Linked DNA regions of Mus musculus: regions 1 and 2 are each linked to region 3. A link is a contact called in public Hi-C and Micro-C data. All regions are on one chromosome and are shown on one strand. Each heading gives the region's core, a stretch centred on a gene start, on an enhancer-like site or on the middle of the called end of the contact. The rest is flanking DNA. Distances are from core to core; before and after follow the strand shown.

Region 1 (4,190 bases), core at 1,500-3,999, 1.0 Mb after region 3:
CATGCAAGACCTGGCACATTTAGTCTTCACTCTGCTCTTCCCATAGCCCTTCTCCGAGTTGGCAGGGCTCTCAGGGACCCCTGAGGGCTTGGTCGTCCGCTGCATCCAGCGTCTGGCTGAGATGTGTCGCTCGCTTCGAGGAGCAGCACGTTTGGTGGGTGAGCCTGTGCTGGGTGCCAAGATGGAGACGGCAGCCACCTTGTTACGGCGGGACATCGTCTTCGCAGCCAGCCTCTACACCCAGTAAAGGATGTGTGGATAGAAATGTAACAATAAGCTGGGTTGTAGTAGCAGCGAAGGGGCAGATAAATCTCTTTGAGTTTGATGCCAACCATGTTTTGAAAAAACTAAAAACAAACAAAAAAAACCCCCTAAAAACCCAAAAATATAAATAAAGAGCAAACCAGAGTGCTTGGAGTATGGTAACTTGGAACAGAGGTGACTCCATTCAGACACAGCAAGAGACCCACTTAGAAACACGCCTTTATTATCTGCACGGAGCCCAGACTTGTCCTCAGTCCTTGGGAGAGGGAGTCTTTGAGAGTGGTGGGAGGTCTTGGGTCATAGTCTCCACATACCATGAGGGCAGGAAGGCATAGGGTGCGTCACGATGGACAGACACAGTGACAGGGCCACCAGGTTCCCAGGAGAAGAGGTGGACAAGCCTGTGGAAGACAGAGGTGTGGGGTGAAGCCAGAGATTGAGCCGGGATCCAGAGGCAGTGCACAAACATGAAGGCCTTACCTGGGATCGTCCTGGACTACTGTGCTCTGGGCAAAGCTAAGGAAGGCAGCACAGAAGTTCATGCACACAGAGGGATTCCAGCCTTCTCGGTCATTCTGGAGGGGGCACAAGAGGCAGAAGACTGGGGGTGGAAAGAGGAAAAGGCAGGTGGCAAAGGGGCACTGGGTCTGAGGACTTGGTACAGGGGGTGGGGAAACAGATGGCCACTCTGACACCTGCCTTACCCTGACATTTTCAAACATCTCCATGGTAGGAAAGGTCTTTAAGGAACAGACGAAACCTTCTGGGTTCCGGAAGCCGGCAACAACATGTGGGACCCCCGGGAGGAACGACTGAGCCCACCATTTCAGCAACTTGTGTCTGACGGGAGAGGCAAAGGGTCAGCAGGACCCTCCACCCCCCCCAACCCCCCCCAACCCCCCCCCAACCCCCCCCCCCGTCAGTCCCGGCCCCGGCCAGAACCTGTAAAAGCTCCTCCACTGGCCAGGGCTGTGCATCTCCTTGGATGTCTTGAGCTCCACGTAGCAGGAGGGAGGCTGTGTGCAAGGAGCCTGGGGGTTCAGGCAGTCTACCTCCCCGGAGAACAGGAGAGGGTGGTTTCCCAGGCGGCTGCGTAGCACAGAGCAGTAGGCCACGTTGGTGTTAACTTCCCCAGAGGGGTCTGGGGAGCCTCCGGGTTTGTCTGCACAAGAAGAGAAGGCAGCAGCAGAGGAAGGGGATCTCGACCTCTGTGGAAGGGGAGAGGGACCGCACGGCTGCGACGACTCTCACCTGCGCACATGTACTGCTCAAATTTGTAGCCCATGTACATGAGCTCCCGGAGGAGGGGTGGCCGTGCAAGCCTCTGGGCCCGAGCAGCCGGGGTCTCCACCTCACTTAGGTACAGTGTCCCTTGGAACCGGGAGGCTGCCAGCTGCCAGCCCTCCTGCCGCTCATACGGCGTGGTCAGCAATTTTGTCAGGTGCCCTCTCCATGTCACCGTGGCCCCTGCCAGCCAGCCGGGACCCCTGGGAGGGAAGAATGCGGGGTTTATGGTCTGACTCGAGTTTTACTTCTGTTGACTCAAAGTCCCCACTAAAGACCATTTGGCTTTCCCAACTTCAGAAGAGAAAGCCGGGTCACCAGGTCAGCTTCTGCGTTGCACCGGGCTCACCCCTCCAGCTGGTTCCGGTGTTCCAGGACCCAGCGCAGCAAATGGTCCAACCTCTCTTGGACTTCCTCGTCCCGGGGCTGGTATCGGTCAGGGTATCCATCTCTGAGGTCAAAGTCCGGGCCTGGGCCGTTGATGGGAGGGGGGCTGTAGTAGCGGAGGGCTCGGGCATCTCCATGGTACTGGCGTTGTGCGTCCAGGGAGAAGCAGCCCAGTTCGGATGGACGCCGGTAGAACGGGAAGGGTCCCGAGTACAGAGAGGGCTGTGTCCGCAGTAAAGGGACTGCCCGGGGGAGTTTGTGCAAAGGCTTTTCCACCTCTGTCTTCTCCGCTTTTCTCTTAGTCCCTCTGGGTTCCATGAGGTCCTGCGAGGAAAGCGTTTCCAGTGGATAAGGAGCGAGTGAGCTTCCAGGTTTGGGCTCTGCGTGTCAGGAGCCGGGCGCCTCGTTCCCACCCACGGACCAACGAACGCGGCGAGCTTGAGGAGTTTGGGGGTTGAAGCTAAGACTTGGTTACCTCAAAGCTCCCCACCCTGACCGACCTCCACCTCCTCGAGGCTACGGCGTCAGGGCCGCACGTCAGAAGCCGGAGAAGGATGCAAACACGGAGTTGCTGTTTCTGATGACGCTCTCATCCGCCCTCAGCGTCGGAGTGGGCGAGGTCCGTCTGCACCGGAGCGGGAACCCAGGCGGGCCACTCGCGCCTCGGCGCGCCCCAGTGAGCGCTCTGGTCGGGAGCCAATCAGCAGCGGTGCGGGCGACGGAAGTGAGGCTGCCTTCGTCATCAAACTCAGACGACCAGCCAGAGGGCCCGTCGTCATTATTCTGTGCCGGAAGACGCGGTCTTCGGGACTCCTTTCCCGGAATCCTGAAATCCGGGTTATGAATCGCAAGAGACGGCTCCTGGCGTCTGAGGCTTTTGGGGTGAAGCGGAGGCGGGCGCCGGGGCCCGTGAGAGCGGATCCTTTAAGAACAAGAGCAGGTAACCATGGCAACCTGGGCGCGGAAAGCCCGAGGGTATCCACCCTTGGAGGAGGGGGGGGAGGAGGAGGAGGAGGAGGAGGACCTAGGGTAGTAACCATGGCAACCCAGGCGCTGGGCAGCGACTCTGAGGGCTGGGGCGTCCGAACCTCCGCGCTGTCTCCACCCTCGCTCTCCACCCGGACCTGACCACGCGCTTGCTCCACCACAGGCTCGGCGCGCGAGGCCATCGAGGAGCTCGTGAAGCTGTTTCCCCGGGGGCTGTTCGAGGATGCGCTGCCGCCCATCGCGCTGAGGAGCCAAGTGTACAGTCTGGTGCCAGACCGGACGGTGGCCGACCTACAACTGGTGAGCACCTTGGAGACCTTTGGCGTGTCCCCCCCCCACCAGCCCCGGCCCTCCGACCCGCAGCCTCGAGGGCACTCGCCAAGTCCCTGTCGCTCAGACACTCAGTCGTCCGTCAGCAGGCGTTAGGCCAAGGCAAATGCAGAGCAAATCCCAGGGGTTTGGAACTGCAGGCAGATGTCACATCTGACAGGTGATGGCTGTTAGAGAAGGTTAGTGAGCGCGGACAAAGGTGTACTGAAGGTCACCGGTGAGAGAGATTGACTGAAGGAGAGAGATGAGTCTAGTGTTAATTCCCAGATTTCCCAAGTGATCAGTTAGTGATTAGGGGATTGACTAGAGGAGGGAGGCACCGAGTAGCTGCTTGCCTGATGTGCGTACACTGAGTTGCAGATTATAGATGTATGAGACAGTGGGCTATGACGCTGCAGATCATTCTAGGCTGTGGTGCACAAGGCATAGGGGCTAAATGAGATACTTAGGGAGACTAGAGGAGTGATGTAACCTCGTGGCCAAGTTTAGAAGGCGATTGAAAGCCAGGGCCATGTCTCTTCACACAAAAAAAATCCACAGTGGGCAGATTTCAGTCTCTGTTTTATAGGAACTCTCAGACCTCTGCCTGAGTTGAAGGTCAGAACACTGTGAACGGCTCTCTGCTGCTACATACCTCTCTGGGCTCCTTTTAACTAGGGCAGTTCCTCCTTAGAGGCTGTCACAGATCCTTCTTGCTTAGCTTTGTCCTTATATTGTTACAGAGTTTCTGACCTTGATTCCTGCAGGTGACTTCTGACCTCCTCCTCAGGCCATGGCCCCTGTGCTTCCTTTTCTATAACTGTTTTTTTTTTTTTCTTTAAACAAAAAGCTTTCAGAGTTGCACAAGTTTTGTTTTAAGACAAGGTCTTAATTTGTAGCCCAGACTGCCTTAAACTTGATATTCTCCTGCTTTCATCTCCCTAATGCTGGGGTTTACA
Region 2 (4,258 bases), core at 604-3,103, 1.2 Mb before region 3:
TGCCACTGAGCCTTATGCATACCCCTAGCTCCATGACTTCAATGTTTAATATATAGATACGATATTTCCAATGGACCTAGCCTTTGATGACCTCTTAAGCTGAAAATGTCACTAGGTCAGAAATGCAAGTAATATGCCTACCGAACAGAACCTTATAGCTTAGTAACAAAGTACACTGACAGTGTGTAGTTTCCTTTCCTGATCTACTAGCTGTCTGGAAAGTGTAGCCTGTGACTACTACCCAGCATAAAGGACTATCAGAGTATCTATCTATCCCTATGCACCACATAGTACTAGTCTAGGGACGAGTTAAATCAAACCCCAAAATAAGCTGTCTGACTATGTAAGGCCATCCCATCATTTTGGATCATTTTAAGTCTTGGCAGCGTGAGTCCAGTATCACATGTACAGCACAGTGATAACAACCCAATATCATTTAAATTCTTTGTTCACTCTGAAATTTTTTTAATTTCTATTTCTCCTCTCTAGATGCAGGGAAGCATAAAGGCACAGAGACTCGTGGCCCTTTCTTTTCCTCTCAATTCTTTTGCTACGTGAAAGTGCCAGCAAGGAACAAGGCATTCAAGGAATCGCTAGCTCTGATCCCCAAAAAAGTTGCCAGGAAAGCTGCATTCTGAGGTTGATTTTCTTCCTTCCTTCTGTCTGTCTCACCTCTCATTATTCTTCCGTTGGAAAAAAAAAAAAAAAAAAAAACATTCCAAACAGTGTCTTCCAGGACCTGTCCATACAGTTCTATGCTAGTGTCTTCCAGGACCTGTCTTTAACCATTCTCAGCAAAGACCCCTTTATCAACAAGTCTTAACAATAGCATAAAGATGCGTGGTGACCTAGACGATTACCTAAACACTAGGAAGGCTGAGACAGGATCTCCGGGAGTTCTAGGACAGCCTGGGCTACAGAAAGCATAAAACATCATCAACAACAGCAGCAGGAGCTGCTGCACATTCACACAAAGCAGGGAGTGGTCTTTAATATAGATACAGGCTGATTAAGGAGACTGACAGGTGTTGGGTACCTCCATCCACCTCCTCACTCATTTACCTCTGATTGTTCTTTCCTGGTGCAGGAGCCCTGAGAAGGCAAGAGACTAAATAAGACTTGGCTGTTGATTGGCCGGAGGTCAGGTCCCGTCCCTCCCGACTCCCACCCCCCTGGCATGGGAGATGGGCCAGGCCTGGCCTCACCCTTCCACTGGGTAAATTTCTGGAGGGACTGTGCAGACGTCTCTCAACCCTGAGTGCACTCCTCCAACTAAAGCCCATTCATTGTTTCACAAATCTGAGGAGTCAGCCCCAATAGCACAAAGGAAGCTAAGACAGGAAGATCAGGCAAACTTGCCACAATACACCCCGTCTGTCCGGCTCTCTAAAATCTGTGGCCCCGCCGCTCTCACGCACAATCTGACAAGAAATGCCCGCCGGCTTTGCCCGGTCAGCCCCGGTCCCAGACTCTAATCCCCCGAGGTTTCAGCCACGTGAGCCTTTCCACCGCGGAGCCAGGCGGCTTCTCCCACCCAGGTGTCGGGCCCTCGTGGCTCCACCGAGGGAGCGGCTCCACCCGGGTCCCCGCACGCTCTCACCGCGCTCGACAGCCCTACTTGAGGCTCGGCAGTCCTGCCGTTCCCAGCGCTCGGCTTCTGAGCCGTAGCCTCGGACCACAGCCACACAAAGGGCTGGGCGCGCGTTCCAGCCTCGACCAGAACGCAGCGGCGTGAAACCCAGGAAGGGGCCCTTGCCAGAAGTCAGGAATCCGCTACTTTGTCCCTCTGCTTCCGTTCTGCTCCGTCCGCAGGTAACACATCTCAAGTGGCTGTCTGCCAAGGTCAGAAATTTAGATCTGAAGAAGCCCAATGCCTGAATGCCACGCCTTCTCGTCCCGCCTACTGTTGGTCTTCACTGGTCTCAGCTGCGCTAGGAAATTCCATTTCCTAAGATAAGTATTTACTCCTGGGGTGGGGAATGGGAGTGGGGGATGGGGGTAGGGGGTGGTGGGAGGGACGGGTGACTCAATTTCCGTAATTCCTTGTACTAGGCAGCTGAAAGTGAGTTCCACGCCTGCCTGGGCTACACAGTAAAACACACACACACACACACACACACACACACACACACACACACACACACACACACACACACACACACACACAAATAAAATAAGGTAAGACTAAAGAAAAACTGGAACACTTCGCAGACAAGTAAAGTGGGCCGTGGAGCAACATCTTAGCTAAAGTAAAATCCAAGAAAGCACAGGAGACTTAGACTATAGTTACAGGATAGCTCAGTAGTTAGAGAGGATTCCAGGACACCTAGCACAGAGAGACCTGTAACCAGGGAACCCCACACTCTTCGTTTGGTACCATCCCATATGTGGCATTCACTCATACAGACTCAGGACAATAAAAATAATGATTAAAAAAAAAAAGATACAGACACTTCACAGGTATCACATCACGGTCAAGTCGTATTAGTGTTTCACATACCAAATTCACTTCAGTCTCTCTCTGTAATCCTTTCTTTTGTTTGTTTGGATTTGTTTTTAATAAGTTCCATTGGAATTATAACACTTAACCCAGGTCTCAGGCAGCCAAAGCACAAACATAGTTGGGGAGGGTGATAGGAAAGTATAGAAGGTACTAGGTTGCTGGGTGGTGGTGGCGCTCGCCTTTAATCCCAGCACTTGGGAGGCAGAGGCAGGCAGATTTCTGAGTTCAAGGCCAGCCTGGTCTACAAAGTGAGTTCCAGGACAGCCAGGGCTATACAGAGAAACCCTGTCTCGAAAAACCAAAAAAAAAAAAAAAAGAAGAAGAAGAAGGATTGAAGCAATCCATATGTAACAGGCCTGTAGTGAGGTAAAAGAACAAACAAACAAACAAAAACCACGCTTTCCGTCAATAATGAACTGTTTCTCACCCTGACTTCAAATTACCTTATTTACAAAACTGAGCAACCATAATTAGCTGATTTAGGTTCTTCAACTTTAAATAAATAAATAATTTATTTATTTATTATTTACTTACTTTCTTAGAGACAGCTCTTCCTAGGAACTCACTATGGAGCCATGCTGACCTTGAATTCAAGACCCCCTCGACTCAGTGATTGAGTGTATACTGGCTTCTGGTCCTTAATTCTTGAGGTGGAAACACCATGTTGGCCAGCAGGTAGCCCCAGCACACAGTCAAACACTATAGGACAAATGAAACCCTTACAAAGGTTGGTTCAACATTTTATGCTGGCCACTAGGCTGTTTCCAGCTGATGTTTGATGTGCTAAGAACCTCTTGAGAAAGCCCAGGCACATTCTAGCCCACTGCACTCCACCTTTATCTAGCTCAGCATCCTTCTTCCCGTGCTTCGCTGATGTCTAAGAAATGCTTCTGTCTATAAATCTTTAGTTAACTACACTCGTCCGCATAGCACTGGGTTTGTCGCCTCGCCTCTTCAGTTTCAGCACCTCTACGCTAGGTGAAAACTTGATTTAAAGAATGTAGAAAAAATTATCAACTACTAAAGAGAACATCTCTCATGTGTGGTAGTACATGCCTGTCATCCTAGCACTTGAAAGATGGATGAAGGGGGGATCAAAGTTCTCAGCCACATAGTGAGTGAGTTCAAGGCTAGCCTGGGCTACTTGAGACTCTATCTTAACTAGGAAACCATTAGATGTGTGTCATTGATTCCCTGCCAGAGTTTGGGTTCACATTATATAGAGAGAGATCTGAATAGGGAGCCAGACATAGTCATACACAATTCTAATCCCAGCACTTAAAGGGCTAAGACAAGAAAATAGCAAACTTTAAGTAAGGATCATCCTGGGCTACGTAATCAGTCTCAGGCTAGCTTAGACTATGAGACCCTGTCTGAACAATCAACTTGATGAACTTGAGAGATTGGTAAAGCATCTCTCTCTCTCTCTCTCTCTCTCTCTCTCTCTCTCTGTGTGTGTGTGTGTGTGTGTGTGTGTGTGTGTGTAGGTACTCCTAGAAACAATTATGTCATAAAGTTTCCAACCTCATGAATAGTTTAATTCATTTGTGGATTTAAAGTTTGAATAGACTAATCCAATGGGAGGTTGTAAAGCTGTGGAAGCTAGGACTTAGTTGGAGGAAGTAGGCCACTGGAAGATGTATCTGGAGACTAAATCTTGCCTTGGCTGCTTCCTGTTACTGCTCCACTATTTCCTGTGCTTTCCCATACGACACCCTCCATGACATGAGTGAGTAAAACATCCAAAACTGTAAA
Region 3 (4,878 bases), core at 378-2,877:
TATGTTGTGTTTCCAAGACAGGCTCTCATTTTGTAGACTAGGTTAGCCTCCAAAGTGCAATGATCCTTCTGTCTCAATATCCGTATTTCTTGGGAGTTTGGGCAGGCACAATCTAATTTTTCCTTTCTATTTGTTCATTTAGAGACTGAAGCTAAAGCTTGTACCTCAAGCTGTCTAGGTAGCCTCTAGGTAGCCGGTGTTGACCTTGAACTTCCCTTGCCTTCTAGTCAGAATTCGGGGACTAATCATGTGAACCACTCTTGCTCTAATTAATCATTTTGTATCCCTTTAAAGCTTTGAGGATACTTAGTAATTTTCGAAACCCTGGAAAGAGAACATTAAGGCCTCTAACTTGAGCCCATTCAATCAACTCCCTTCTTCCTGCTCAGTTCCAGCACATTGCCACAGACTCACCTAATGAATAAAATCATTTAACTGGAAAAACAAACAAATCCCCTTGCTTCAAGCAAGTGTCTGAGAGAGGGAGGCACTGTCTAAAGACTGACATTCTCTTAGTCTGTCCACCCTACAGCCTGTCCTGACAGGATGACCAGAATGTCTTCAGCGTCGTCTGAAAGGCCCAAATCCCACGCAGATTTTACATACACCTTCTGTCTTAGGCAGGATTTCCATTCCTGCACAACCAAGAAGCAAGTTGGGGAGGAAAGGGTTTATTCAGCTCACACTTCCACATTGCTATTCATCACTGAATGAAGTCAGGACTGGAACTCAAGCAGGTCAGAAAGCAGGAGCTGATGCAGAGGCCATGGAGGGATGTTCTTTACTGGTTTGCTCAGCTTGCTCTCTTATAGAACCAAGACTACCAGCCCAGAGATGGCCCCACCCACAATGGGCCCTTCCCCCTTGATCACTAATTGAGAAAATGCCTTACAGTTGGATCTCATGGAGGCATTTCCCCAACTGAAGCTCCTTTCTCGGTGATAACTCCAGTCTGTGTCAAGTTGACACATAAAACCAGCCAGTACACCTTCATTCTTTTGGGACATCAGCTCCATGCAGTTTTCACCACGATCTTTGCAATTTTGTTTCTCTTTTGAAAATCCTTGAGACAACTCCCTTGGAAACAGAAGGGTAATTCTTTCTTCTGGAGGGATGCGAGGGAGCTGTGCCTTACTGAAATTCCTGTCTTGGGATCACAAAGAACTAGATACTGTGTATCAGGGAAGGACAACATAGTTCTCAGGATTTTCCGCTGAGCTATGCAGTCTGGCTTTTCTAGACCTACTGCGGTGGGCAGCTGGCAGGGCGTGTCCAACACACCTTCCAACTCTGGCACCTCAGATCTCCTAATTACTACATTTCTCCAAACCTCTTTTAGTACAAAATCCTCTCTCAGAATAGAAAATAGGAATCTCGTGTGAGGACATTTTTCATGAAAAAATAAAATCACACACACACAAGATAACCCCAATTCCTCATACAGTACCCACCCATTCCTAACTTCTTTTTGCAGCGTGGACAACAATAGAGAACTACAACTCCCAAAAAAGACTGCGCTCGCCACTGGCTCAGAAACCAATGGCCGCCTGGCACGTGATCGGTTGGTCTAATCAGCGACTGGTTGGGTAGGCTTTGTCTAAGACCCGGGGCGCCCGCCTATCTCCCGCCCCCGGCCGCGCGAACGCGAGCCCCGCCCTGCGCGCCTTCCCTCCTGCGCTCGCCGGCCTCTTCTGCCTCTTAGAACCTTCCTGCGGTCGTGCTTGCATCTCGCTGCTGCAGCCTCCCGGGCTCCGGTCCATCCTTTCAGTCTGAGACCGGCCCAGAAGAAAAAAACCCCAAAAACCTTAATTTTCTTTCTTGTTCGGTACCTACATTGGAACCATCAAAAACAATTATTTCAGTAAACCGTAGCCATGAGGGAAATCGTGCACATCCAGGCCGGACAGTGTGGCAACCAGATCGGTGCTAAGGTAAGGACTTTAAAATTTTAGCTGAAATATGTAAAGATGAGAATTCTGTGTTAATTGTGAGCATTGTTCACGGAGTTCTTGCATTCTCCACCCGTCAGATTTGGCCCCTCAAAGTTTTTCACGTATAAATATAACCCATATTTGTAGCTAGCGTTCTGATATTGAAAAATGAGGAAATGTTTTTCTTGGCACATTTTCGGAAAGCTAATAAAAGAGCCTTTCGAGTTTAGGGAAAAGGAGAGGCTGAGGGACTGTGAAGAGCTGGTCTTAAAAGGGGTTTTCTAACGGTTCGAGGACTGGAGGGATGCGGAAACGATCCGAGACAAAGCCGAGGCGAGGTTTTCCCCTTGCGCCACCCCCACCCAGCCTGGAGGGCTCTACTGGAACAGAATGGAGGGGGGAAGGGGCGAGGTTTGGCGGGCAGCTGCAGAGGTGCCCGGTGCGCATTACCTCTCAACAAAGGCTTGGACACTCCATCGAACCCGCCATCCCAATGCTTTTTTTAGGTAATGACTCTGTATAGGGGCCTACTTTTACTTTTCATTGCCCTTTAGGGTGTGAGCGGTATGAAAGTGAGCTTTTCAAATATGTGAGACTGTCTGGGAGACTAAGGAGAGGGAAGGAAGGGAATAAAGATAGGCAATGGGGCTTTTTAAAGATTTTTCCCCCTTTTTTGCTAGCAATTAACAATGTAGCGGGGGAGGGGAGGGAGGAAGTGCGGCCGCTAAATTGTAGCCGAAGGGTGGGACCCTTTGGGGGCGGGGTTGGAGCCCCTGGCGCGCAGGGACAATGCGGCCCCTACCCGCGGGGGCGCACTGGCCCCGCCCCTCGAGCTAGGCCCCGCCCGCGCTGCTCCCGCCTTTGTGGTTTGCTGGAGGAGCGGCCCGCCACCGCAGTCACGTGGAGCACGTAAGGGGTGGGCGACTGCAGTGGCCGCACCTTTCTCCCCCAACTCTTTTGTGCTGGCCTGGAAGGGCGGTTCCTGGCTTCAGGAGCCAACCTGGGTGCAAAGCCAAATAGGTGGGCTCCAATCCGCCCACATAGAGGTTTATAGCGCCTGACCCACCCATCACCGGTCCTATGCCGAAAGGTTTTAGCCTTCCATCGCGTAGGTTCCTCCATGGGACTTCCGCAAGCAGATAACGGAATTGCAGTGTCTTCACCTCAGCCTCGTTTCAGCGTGTCTGGAATTGAAATGAGGGGCGGGAGGCATGCCTTAGGACTTGAGACATTGAGGCCTCGTTGCTCTTCCCTGTGCAGTTCTGGGAGGTGATAAGCGATGAACATGGCATCGACCCCACCGGTACCTACCACGGTGACAGCGACCTGCAGCTGGACCGAATCTCTGTGTACTATAATGAAGCCACAGGTGAGGGCAGAAATCCCCACTTAACATTTATTCCCTGTCCCCTGTATTGGACAGTGAGCCCAGATGAATGCATCACTGGCTGCCCTGGAACTCCCATAGATCGTCTACCTCTCAAGTGCTGGGTTTAAGGAGAGCATCACCACGCCCTGTTTTTCCACACTTCTAAGTATCTATTACCCCTCTGCATGGTTCCCATTTTTTTTTCCCTAGACTCACACCCTAAGGGACTAAAGATTAGCTCTACTGCCACCAGGTGGTAGTGCCTGGAATGACAACTTTAGTGCTTTGTGGCTGATCTCCCACCCAGAGGTAATGCATTGCTGATCCGTCAAACATTGACTTGAATTCCTGCAGGTGGCAAGTATGTCCCTCGAGCTATCTTGGTGGATCTAGAACCTGGGACTATGGACTCCGTTCGCTCAGGTCCTTTTGGCCAGATCTTCAGACCAGACAACTTCGTTTTCGGTGAGTTAGGTGGAATCGATTTCTATTTGCTCAACTGAATTATTCCAGTCGTTGAAAGATTAAGAAGTATTTGTGTTTCTCTCATATCTTAGTGATTAAACCTTTTCCCTTACTGCATTCCAGGTCAGTCTGGGGCAGGCAACAACTGGGCTAAAGGCCACTACACAGAGGGAGCTGAGTTGGTTGACTCTGTCTTGGATGTGGTGCGGAAGGAGGCGGAGAGCTGTGATTGCCTGCAAGGCTTTCAGCTGACCCACTCACTGGGTGGAGGCACTGGCTCTGGCATGGGCACCCTGCTCATCAGCAAGATCCGGGAAGAATATCCTGACCGTATCATGAATACCTTCAGTGTGGTGCCCTCGCCCAAAGTGTCTGATACCGTGGTCGAGCCCTACAATGCCACCCTGTCTGTCCATCAGTTGGTTGAGAACACGGATGAGACCTACTGCATCGACAACGAGGCCCTCTACGACATCTGCTTCCGTACCCTCAAGCTCACCACGCCAACCTACGGAGACCTGAACCATCTCGTCTCGGCCACCATGAGCGGCGTCACCACCTGCCTCCGTTTCCCGGGCCAGCTTAATGCTGACCTTCGAAAGCTGGCTGTCAACATGGTGCCATTCCCACGTCTCCACTTCTTCATGCCTGGCTTTGCCCCTCTCACCAGCCGTGGAAGCCAGCAGTACCGGGCCCTCACTGTGCCTGAACTTACCCAGCAGGTCTTCGATGCCAAGAACATGATGGCCGCCTGCGACCCGCGCCACGGCCGGTACCTCACAGTTGCCGCCGTCTTCCGTGGACGGATGTCCATGAAGGAGGTGGATGAGCAGATGCTCAACGTGCAGAACAAGAATAGCAGCTACTTCGTGGAATGGATCCCCAACAATGTCAAGACAGCTGTCTGTGACATCCCACCGCGTGGCCTCAAGATGGCAGTCACCTTCATTGGAAACAGCACAGCCATCCAGGAGCTCTTCAAGCGCATCTCTGAGCAGTTTACGGCTATGTTCCGCCGGAAGGCTTTCCTCCACTGGTATACGGGTGAGGGCATGGACGAGATGGAGTTCACCGAAGCTGAGAGCAACATGAACGACCTCGTCTCTGAGTACC

Evidence for each region. Hi-C and Micro-C count contacts between places; a contact is called where the count stands out from the background.
Region 1: a contact with region 3 is called in a Hi-C map of B cells, with 8 read pairs. The contact joins the promoter of Stk19 here to the promoter of Tubb5 in region 3. A contact is called at or near these places in 2 of 484 Hi-C or Micro-C datasets (B cells and olfactory sensory neurons).
Region 2: a contact with region 3 is called in a Micro-C map of embryonic stem cells. The contact joins the promoter of Zfp57 here to the promoter of Tubb5 in region 3. A contact is called at or near these places in 1 of 39 promoter capture datasets (cranial neural crest), 1 of 484 Hi-C or Micro-C datasets (embryonic stem cells) and 1 of 115 datasets of contacts at active chromatin or transcription factors (embryonic forebrain).

The regions. Positions count from the first base shown.
Region 1 is chr17:34,835,462-34,839,651 of GRCm38.p6, reverse strand. It overlaps Stk19 (serine/threonine kinase 19), which reads left to right and starts at 2,749. Exons shown (of 7, transcript NM_019442.3): 1 at 2,749-2,875; 2 at 3,086-3,222. The coding sequence starts at 2,776. It overlaps Dxo (decapping exoribonuclease), which reads right to left and starts at 2,633. Exons shown (of 7, transcript NM_001163770.1): 1 at 2,436-2,633; 2 at 1,898-2,259; 3 at 1,516-1,751; 4 at 1,207-1,426; 5 at 969-1,104; 6 at 745-839; 7 at 466-665. The coding sequence starts at 2,253. The coding sequence ends at 515. Skiv2l (superkiller viralicidic activity 2-like (S. cerevisiae)) reads left to right here. Exons shown (of 28, transcript NM_021337.2): 28 at 47-426. The coding sequence ends at 247.
Region 2 is chr17:37,000,120-37,004,377 of GRCm38.p6, reverse strand. It overlaps Zfp57 (zinc finger protein 57), which reads right to left and starts at 1,853. Exons shown (of 5, transcript NM_001013745.2): 1 at 1,601-1,853; 2 at 1,063-1,092.
Region 3 is chr17:35,835,050-35,839,927 of GRCm38.p6, reverse strand. It overlaps Tubb5 (tubulin, beta 5 class I), which reads left to right and starts at 1,627. Exons shown (of 4, transcript NM_011655.5): 1 at 1,627-1,931; 2 at 3,192-3,300; 3 at 3,655-3,765; 4 at 3,889-4,878. The coding sequence starts at 1,875.